2 separate regions of the Hordeum vulgare genome follow, and region 2 is linked to region 1. The links are chromatin contacts, called in public Hi-C maps. All regions are on one chromosome and are shown on one strand. The core of a region is the stretch at or near the end of the contact, and the rest is flanking DNA. Distances in the headings are between cores, read along the strand shown.

Region 1 (4,120 bases), core at 499-2,998:
TGCTGCGGTATACTCCTAGAAAAACTCCAAACAAAGCAGAGCAGAGCCGCCCGGGGTTGAAGGTAACGCACTCGTCGCTGTCCTCTTTGCGTGCTCGGGACGCCTGGACACCACCGGATCGCTAATTTTTCCGGTGCACAAGTCTACCAGTCAGTACTAGACTAGAGGGGTTTATTGCGCTCGCTTGAGCCTCACTCAAAGCCGGATCACCACCAGCCTTTTCCTCCCGTTGGTTGCCTCTGTACGTTCGTTCCAACCGAATCGGGTGTGGGATGGTGGTGGCGGCCCGTGGCTCCGATGTCGGTGGATCTGCTGCTTACATTATTAGATTATGGTTAGGGGGCTGGCTTGAGATGCAGATCCGGTGTTTGTTAAAATGTCTCCGACTCTAGAGGGAGGCCCTCCTTATTTTGTTGTTGTGATTGCTGCTGATGTTGGTAGCCGAAGTGGAGGTTCTTTTAATCATGGTTTGTTTTGTTTGTTTTCTTATGACTTTCTTGACCTTGAAGGAACTCATACTCATAATGTTACGGTTTTCTTTCTTGTGATTTGTATTTTGATGATGGCTTGAATATATATGTTTCTTTCATGTGATGTGCATAAATAATGCATTGCAGTGCTTGAGAAATTTGACTTATAAGAAGAGGAAGTTCTGATTTTTGTTGACTTGCTAGCTAGAGCATGTGACAACCCTTGACCTTGGACCGTGTAAACAAGTGCCCTGACGTTCAGTGTCTTTCCTAAACGATGCCTTAAAGTCGGAAGAAAGATGGAGTCTTCCTTAGTCTATTATTAGTTATAGCAATCAGCTGACAGTGACTTGTTGTTGCAAAAGAAAATAAAATCAGATGACGGTGACTTAAGAGTAGGACCATGACAATTCTGTATTTTTCGTGGTTGCGCTCTTTCTTCTCTTGAAAATAGGTTATATTCAGAGTCTAATTCTGAGTACTGTCATGTATGCTGGAGCTTTCACGTGGAAGGTTCAGCCGCTGTGTTTTTAATCAGTAAAAATTGCAAGTGGTTTATTATACACATGTTTTGATTAGTAGAGTATCGTTGGGACAAGCAACGGCACCAACATCAGGTTCCTGATTTTGACCGTGTCTGGGCTTTGAAGGTTTCCATCGCATGCTCCCAGTGGTTGGACATAGCTTGGCACTTCTTACATCTCAACCAAACACTGTAACTTCTGCATCCTAGGTGATTTTGTCCTCAAAATTACTCTGCCGCTGCCATAGTTGACCATCGACTAAAATACTTAATGTCGCTTGCCCCCAATTATTCCTCCACACCATCCATGTCCTCGTTCATGTTCATGGGGTACGAGTACACAGCCACTCCGGCCGTATTTTTGTAGCATGTATACATACACTGAACAAGAGATAACATGAAGAAAAGGGTCCGAACCTTCAGATCTGATCACACGCTATTTATTTATTCTCTAACACCTCTGGTATTTTTCCTATATTTTTCTCTCTGATTGGTTTAGATTTTTCTCTCTGATTGGTTTAGAGTGAGGAGGTTGGTGGTGTGTCATGGACTCATCTGAAACCTTTTCCATCAACGCAAGTCTGGTGGGCTCATGGATGGCATGAGAGCGGCACTTTGCCTTGCAAGACCAACTCACACCTACTCAAATTTTATTCCGGTTTCTGACCGGCCTTCCTCACGCGGTTAATTTTCCAGAGCAGGGTAGATCCAACCTGGTGGCTTGGTTGAAAGGGGTATATAAGGAGTTGCAGCCCCCTCTCTGCATACAACTCGTGGGCAGCAGCTTCTTCTCTGCATACCAAGAAGTCGCCTCCGTTGCTTTCCTCCAGCAGTGCGCGCCCCTCCTCTCCTCTCGAGATCTTCTCCGAGTTGCTGAGATCTGGTGAGAGTTTCCCCTGATCTGGTTAGCGTCTCCTTCGGTTTTAGTCTGTAGCTTTGGTGCCTGATCTTTGCGAGGAGCATGGTTTTCATGCTGTGGCTGTTGTGCTTTTCTCGGTTTCTCTGAAGGTGCTTGCTGTCTTCAGATCTGGCCGAGTGTTCGATTCAGATTCATTGTCTTGATTTAGTTAGTGGTTTGGGTAGTAGTGCTCCGTGCTGTGAATTTTTCATTTGGCCTGCTGGCTGTTGCCGCTGCCGGTGGATCGGGTGATTGGTGTGATCTCCGTTCAGTCTGTCATGCTCCTTGTATGCAGTCTGCGGAAGTAGTAGGCACCGCGTTTTCACCTAAAGTTAGATCATGCTGTGATGTTCATGCTGTTACTCATAACTGTTCATGCTTATTTGCCGGATTAGTTGGATAGAAGATTTCTTAGAACATTTCTGTAGCTTCAACTATGAACATTTCTGTCACATACTTTCTCTTTAAGGATCTGAATCTTGATTGCTTCTGTTTACTCTGAGTCTGAGATGTGCAGTGAAATTAGTTAGATGCCCTGTTTTTCAATCCTCTGAAAACAATTCTTTGCTGTCATCACAGGTTGTAAGCAGCCAAGATGGTGAAGATCTGCTGCATCGGTGCTGGCTACGTCGGCGGCCCAACAATGGCTGTCATTGCCATCAAGTGCCCAGCAATTGAGGTGGTGGTCGTCGACATCTCCAAGCCCCGCATTGACGCCTGGAACAGCGACACCCTCCCGATCTACGAGCCTGGCCTCGATGATGTTGTCAAGGCCTGCAGGGGCAAGAACCTCTTCTTCAGCACTGATGTTGAGAAGCATGTCGCCGAGGCCGACATCATCTTCGTCTCCGTCAACACCCCCACCAAGACCCGTGGTCTGGGAGCCGGCAAGGCTGCCGACCTCACCTACTGGGAGAGCGCCGCCCGGATGATCGCCGATGTGTCCAAGTCGGATAAGATCGTCGTCGAGAAGTCCACCGTCCCCGTCAAGACCGCAGAGGCCATTGAGAAGATCCTGACCCACAACAGCAAGGGCATCAACTACCAGATCCTGTCCAACCCGGAGTTCCTCGCCGAGGGCACTGCGATCGACGACCTGTTCAAGCCCGACAGAGTGCTCATCGGTGGCCGGGAGACCCCCGAGGGCAGGAAGGCCGTCGAGGCTCTCAAGTCGGTGTACGCCCACTGGGTGCCCGAGGAGAACATCATCACCACCAACCTGTGGTCTGCCGAGCTCTCCAAGCTCGCCGCCAACGCCTTCCTGGCCCAGAGGATCTCGTCCGTGAACGCCATGTCGGCGCTGTGCGAGGCCACGGGCGCCAACGTGTCGGAGGTGTCGTACGCCATCGGCAAGGACTCGAGGATCGGTCCCAAGTTCCTGAACGCCAGCGTCGGGTTCGGCGGGTCGTGCTTCCAGAAGGACATCCTGAACCTGGTGTACATCTGCGAGTGCAACGGCCTGCCGGAGGTGGCCAACTACTGGAAGCAGGTGATCAAGATCAACGACTACCAGAAGAGCCGGTTCGTGAACCGCGTGGTGTCGTCCATGTTCAACACCGTGTCCGGCAAGAAGATCGCCGTGCTCGGGTTCGCCTTCAAGAAGGATACCGGCGACACCCGGGAGACCCCGGCCATCGACGTGTGCAAGGGCCTGCTGGGCGACAAGGCCCAGGTGAGCATCTACGACCCGCAGGTGACGGAGGACCAGATCCAGCGCGACCTGGCCATGAACAAGTTCGACTGGGACCACCCGATGCACCTGCAGCCGACGAGCCCCACGGCCGTGAAGCAGGTGAGCGTGGTGTGGGACGCGTACGAGGCCACCAAGGGCGCCCACGCCGTGTGCATCCTCACCGAGTGGAACGAGTTCAAGTCGCTGGACTACAAGAAGATCTTCGACAACATGCAGAAGCCGGCCTTCGTCTTCGACGGCCGCAACGTCGTCGACGCCGAGAAGCTCAGGGAGATCGGCTTCATCGTCTACTCCATCGGCAAGCCGCTCGACGGGTGGCTCAAGGACATGCCCGCCGTCGCCTAATTCGCTCTCCACGTCGGCCGGCCTCGTCTGTCTGCCGGCGGCGTCGTCGATCGGGGCTGCAGGAAGGCAGGGGAAGGAAGGAAGGAAGGAAGGAAGATGAGCCGGTGGTTTGAGTTTGACCATATCCATTCTTTATAGTTTGCGTTTTGCAGGAGAAGCATCAACAACAGTTCCTCGCCCGGGCATAAAAA
Region 2 (4,120 bases), core at 1,115-3,614, 300 kb after region 1:
TAAGAAAAATACTTATTTCTACTTTACTACATCATCCTTTCCTCTTGGAGGAAAAACCCAACGCATCTACAAAGTAGCAGCAGTCAAGAGGTTCCCTTCCGGCAAGGCGACGAAGATGATACGTCTCCAACATATCTTTAATTTTTCGATTGTTTAGTAATATTATATTATCAATCAACTATGCTTTATATTTAATTTTATATTGTTTTTATAAACTAACCTATTAACTAAGTACATAGTGCTAACTCTTGTTTTCTTGCATGTGTTTTAGTTTCTGAGAAAATCCATACCAAGCGAAGTACAAACACAATGAAAATTCTTGATGATTTTTTGGGGACAAAAAGAGATCGTGGAAGTTTCGGGAGGAAACCAGACAATACACGTGGGAGCGACAAGGCAGGGGCGTGCCTAGGTGGCTTGTGGCCCGCATGTGGGTCTACATAACCTAATTCCAGCGTTATAAATTCTCATATACCCAAAAACTTTTTTGGAACCCTGAATATGACTTCCCATATATAAATCTTTACCTCCGGACCATTCTAGAGCTCCTCGTGATGTCCTGGATCCCATCCTAGACTCCAAACAACTTACGGAATTTCCATTATTAATATCTCAACATTACCCTAGCGCTATCGAACGTTACGTGTGCGATCCTACGGGTTCGAGAATCATATAGACATGATCGAGATACCTCTCTGGTCAATAACCAATAGTGGGACCAGGATGCCCATATTGGTTCCTACATATTCCACGAAGATCTTCATCGGTTGAACCACGATGTCAAGAATTTAGTTAATCTCGTATGCAATTCCCTTTTCCTAGCGATACGTTACTTGCGCGAGATTCGATCGTTGATATCTCATACCTTATTCAATATCATTACCGGCAAGTCTGTTTACTTGTTCCGTAATACAAGATCTCGTGACTAACTCCTTAGTCACATTACTTGTAAGCTTCTTGTGATGTTGTATTACCGAGAGGGCCCATAGATAACTCTCTCTCATACGGAGTGACAAATTCCAGTCTTGATTCATGCCAACCCAACAAACACCCTCGGAGATACTTGTAGAATATCTTTATGGTCACCCAGTTACGAAGTGATGTTTGATACACACAAGGCGTTTCTCCGATGTTACGAAGAAAGCAGTAGCAATAAACTAAGTGATACAATCAAATGTTATGCTTATGGTCGTGTCTTGTCCATCACATCATTTTCTAATGATGTGATCCCGTTATCAAATAACAACTCATGTATATGGTTAGAAAACCTTAACCATCTTTGATCAACGAGCTAGTCTAGTAGAAGCTCACTAAGGTATGATGTTGCTTACATATCCATACATGTATTTAAGTTTCCGGTCAGTACAATTCTAGCATGGATAATAAACGATTATCATGAACAAAAAATATATAATAATAACCACTTTATATTGCCTCTAGTGCATATATTTTCAACATTTCAAAGATATGAAACCGTTATTCTCTAAATATATGAAACATGTTTCGATGAGTTTGTCAGGTGGCTTGAGTGTGCGAAAGAAATGGATTGTTCCAGTGTCTGAAATTGATTATGTTCATGAAGCTGCTTATTCTAGTTTATGAGACTCGTACTCAAAAATATAGCTGACATTGAAATATGAAAACTATAAAATTTAAACTATTCAAACTATATCCAAGATGGTCTTGTTTTAAAGGTCTTATCGCACTGAATTTAAGTATATAAAAAGTTATCGATTATTTAAAATGACACAAGGAATAGAAATGCAGGTCTTTTACATGGGTCGTGGGGTGAGAGAATGCAAGCAACTGTCCTTTTACATTTTCTTACTCCCACTCTCTTTCTCTATCCAATGACCAAAGGCTGACATGAACTGGCATGCTGGTACCTTCTCCCTGTATTGCATGACAAATGATTTACTTCCTCGTTCCTAAATATAAAACCTTTTAAAAAAATTATTATAAATCGTATGTAGTCATATTTTAGGATATAGGTTTATTCATTTTGCTTTGCATCTAGTCTATAATGAAAATTTTAAAATATCTTATATTCAGGAACGGAAGAAGTACACACAAACGTGTCACGAATCTCGAAGCAAACTCTAAACGGTTGATGCTTGGCCGCTACGTAGCGGTGCGGAAAAACTATTTTGATCCGGTGACGCATCGCTCTCGCACGCTCTGACCTGAATACAGCAGCGATCCCGTAGCAAGACGATTTTGTACCATTCATTCGATCCCATGACCACGCGACGATTTTGTACCATACCAAAGTTAGCACTCTACGGCTCTACTTCTGAAGTTGTGAGCAGAGACTCAGCGTGTGTGCGATACGAACGACGTACGCTTCTCGCCAAGCCTCCCCATCATATCATAGAGAGGTTGGTTGGGTAGGTGGAGCGAGCCAGTACGGCTCCATCGCTGCACAACGGCGACGGCCTAGGCGCCTACGACTACGATACGACCCCACGCTGCCACGTATAGGTCCCAGAGACAGTTGTACCGCCACCTGCGCTGCCGCGCAAGCCTTTCCCCCGCTCGCTCCAATCTCTCCCTGCCTCCAGCTCCTCCTTCTTCCACCTCCAGCACAGTCCAGACTCCAGACACCCTTTATTATACGCCAGCAGCCAAAGCCCATAGCTCGACGGTCGGTCGTTTCATGGTTGACACCACCGTACATGGGACATGCCTCCATCACTCTCCGCCCTCCGCTCCCTCCTCACCAGGACGCTGGGCCTGGGCTCGGGCGGCGCGGACCGCAGCGGGGATGAGGAGTCGCAGTCGCAGGCCGCAGGGTCCTCGACCGGCCGGCGGCCGGCGGCGGGGCCTCCGGGGGAGTGCTACGCGTGCACGCAGCCGGGGGTGCCGGCGTTCCACTCCACGACGTGCGACCAGGTGCACTCGCCGGGCTGGGACGCCGACGCCGGCTCCTCGCTAGTGCCCGTGCGCGCCCAGCCGCTCCCGGGGGCCGCCGCCGCCGTCGCCGCCGCGCGCTGGCTGTTCGGGCCGGTGCTCGACCCGCGGAGCAAGCGCGTGCAGCGCTGGAACCGCTGGATCCTGCTGGGCCGCGCGGCCGCGCTGGCCGTCGACCCGCTCTTCTTCTACGCGCTCTCCATCGGCCGCGCGGGCCGCCCCTGCATGTACATGGACGCCGGCCTCGCCGCCGCCGTCACCGCGCTGCGCACCGCCGCCGACGTGGCCCACCTCGCCCACGTCCTCGTCCAGTTCCGCCTCGCCTACGTCTCCCGCGAGTCGCTCGTCGTCGGCTGCGGCAAGCTCGTCTGGGACCCGCGCGCCATCGCCGCCCACTACGCCCGCTCCCTCAAGGGCCTCTGCTTCGACCTCTTCGTCATCCTACCCATCCCCCAGGTCAGCCAGCCTACCTCTCTCACTTCAACTGCCCACCTGTGACCTGTGTACCGTGTACGTATGACCTCCAACGTCGATTTTTACCACCATTTTTCACCATGGAAATCAAATCAAGCTCTGAATCATGGAACCATCCATTAGAACGACATGCCGCGCTCAAGTAGGTGGGCAATAAAATGTGCCAGAATTATGGGCGTAGCCCCATGTCTGGTTCTTAGACAGACCACAGCCTACGTCCTTGTCGGAAATGTTAGCAGTAGGGCACACACATGAGTACACATGGCACGTACAACAGTGCCCACCAGCCAGCCAGTTCATGTGTAAATTTGCAGGTACGTGTCCATGTGTCTACTGGCAGCTTACTGGAACGGCCATGGCCATGGCCATGGCCCTAGCAGCAGAGCGGAGTAGAGAATTCCGATCGAAATTAGCATCAGGACGACAGAGACCGATGCGCGAATAATAAGTACGTACGGATGGTTAGCGGAATGATTGGCGTCAATCAGAATATGACCGTGGATGCGATCGGGAGACGACGATCGAATCATTGATGGAGGGAAATAACAAGGGACAATGACGGTTCGATTATGCGTCCGTCCTGATCTGCATGCGCGGCGCTCATGGTAGGGGCGGCTTGTTTGCACGGCTAAGCTTGCAGCTAGCAAGGAGAGACAGACGATCATCATTCAGGAGTGTAAAATTGTGATTTCTCATGCACTGCGCTGACAGAGATCTCATTTCACCAGACCCTCTC

The links. Hi-C and Micro-C count contacts between places; a contact is called where the count stands out from the background.
Region 2: a Hi-C map of seedling shows a contact between it and region 1, with 3 times the contacts expected there. The contact joins the promoter of LOC123452313 here to the promoter of LOC123452310 in region 1. A contact is called at or near these places in 1 of 6 Hi-C or Micro-C datasets (seedling) and 1 of 1 datasets of contacts at active chromatin or transcription factors (embryo).

What each region holds. Positions count from the first base shown.
Region 1 is chr5H:529,508,524-529,512,643 of MorexV3_pseudomolecules_assembly, forward strand. It overlaps LOC123452310 (UDP-glucose 6-dehydrogenase 4), which reads left to right and starts at 1,749. Exons shown (of 2, transcript XM_045128952.1): 1 at 1,749-1,876; 2 at 2,471-4,120. The coding sequence starts at 2,487. The coding sequence ends at 3,929.
Region 2 is chr5H:529,812,220-529,816,339 of MorexV3_pseudomolecules_assembly, forward strand. LOC123452313 (cyclic nucleotide-gated ion channel 2) reads left to right here and starts at 2,365. Exons shown (of 5, transcript XM_045128955.1): 1 at 2,365-3,366. The coding sequence starts at 2,683.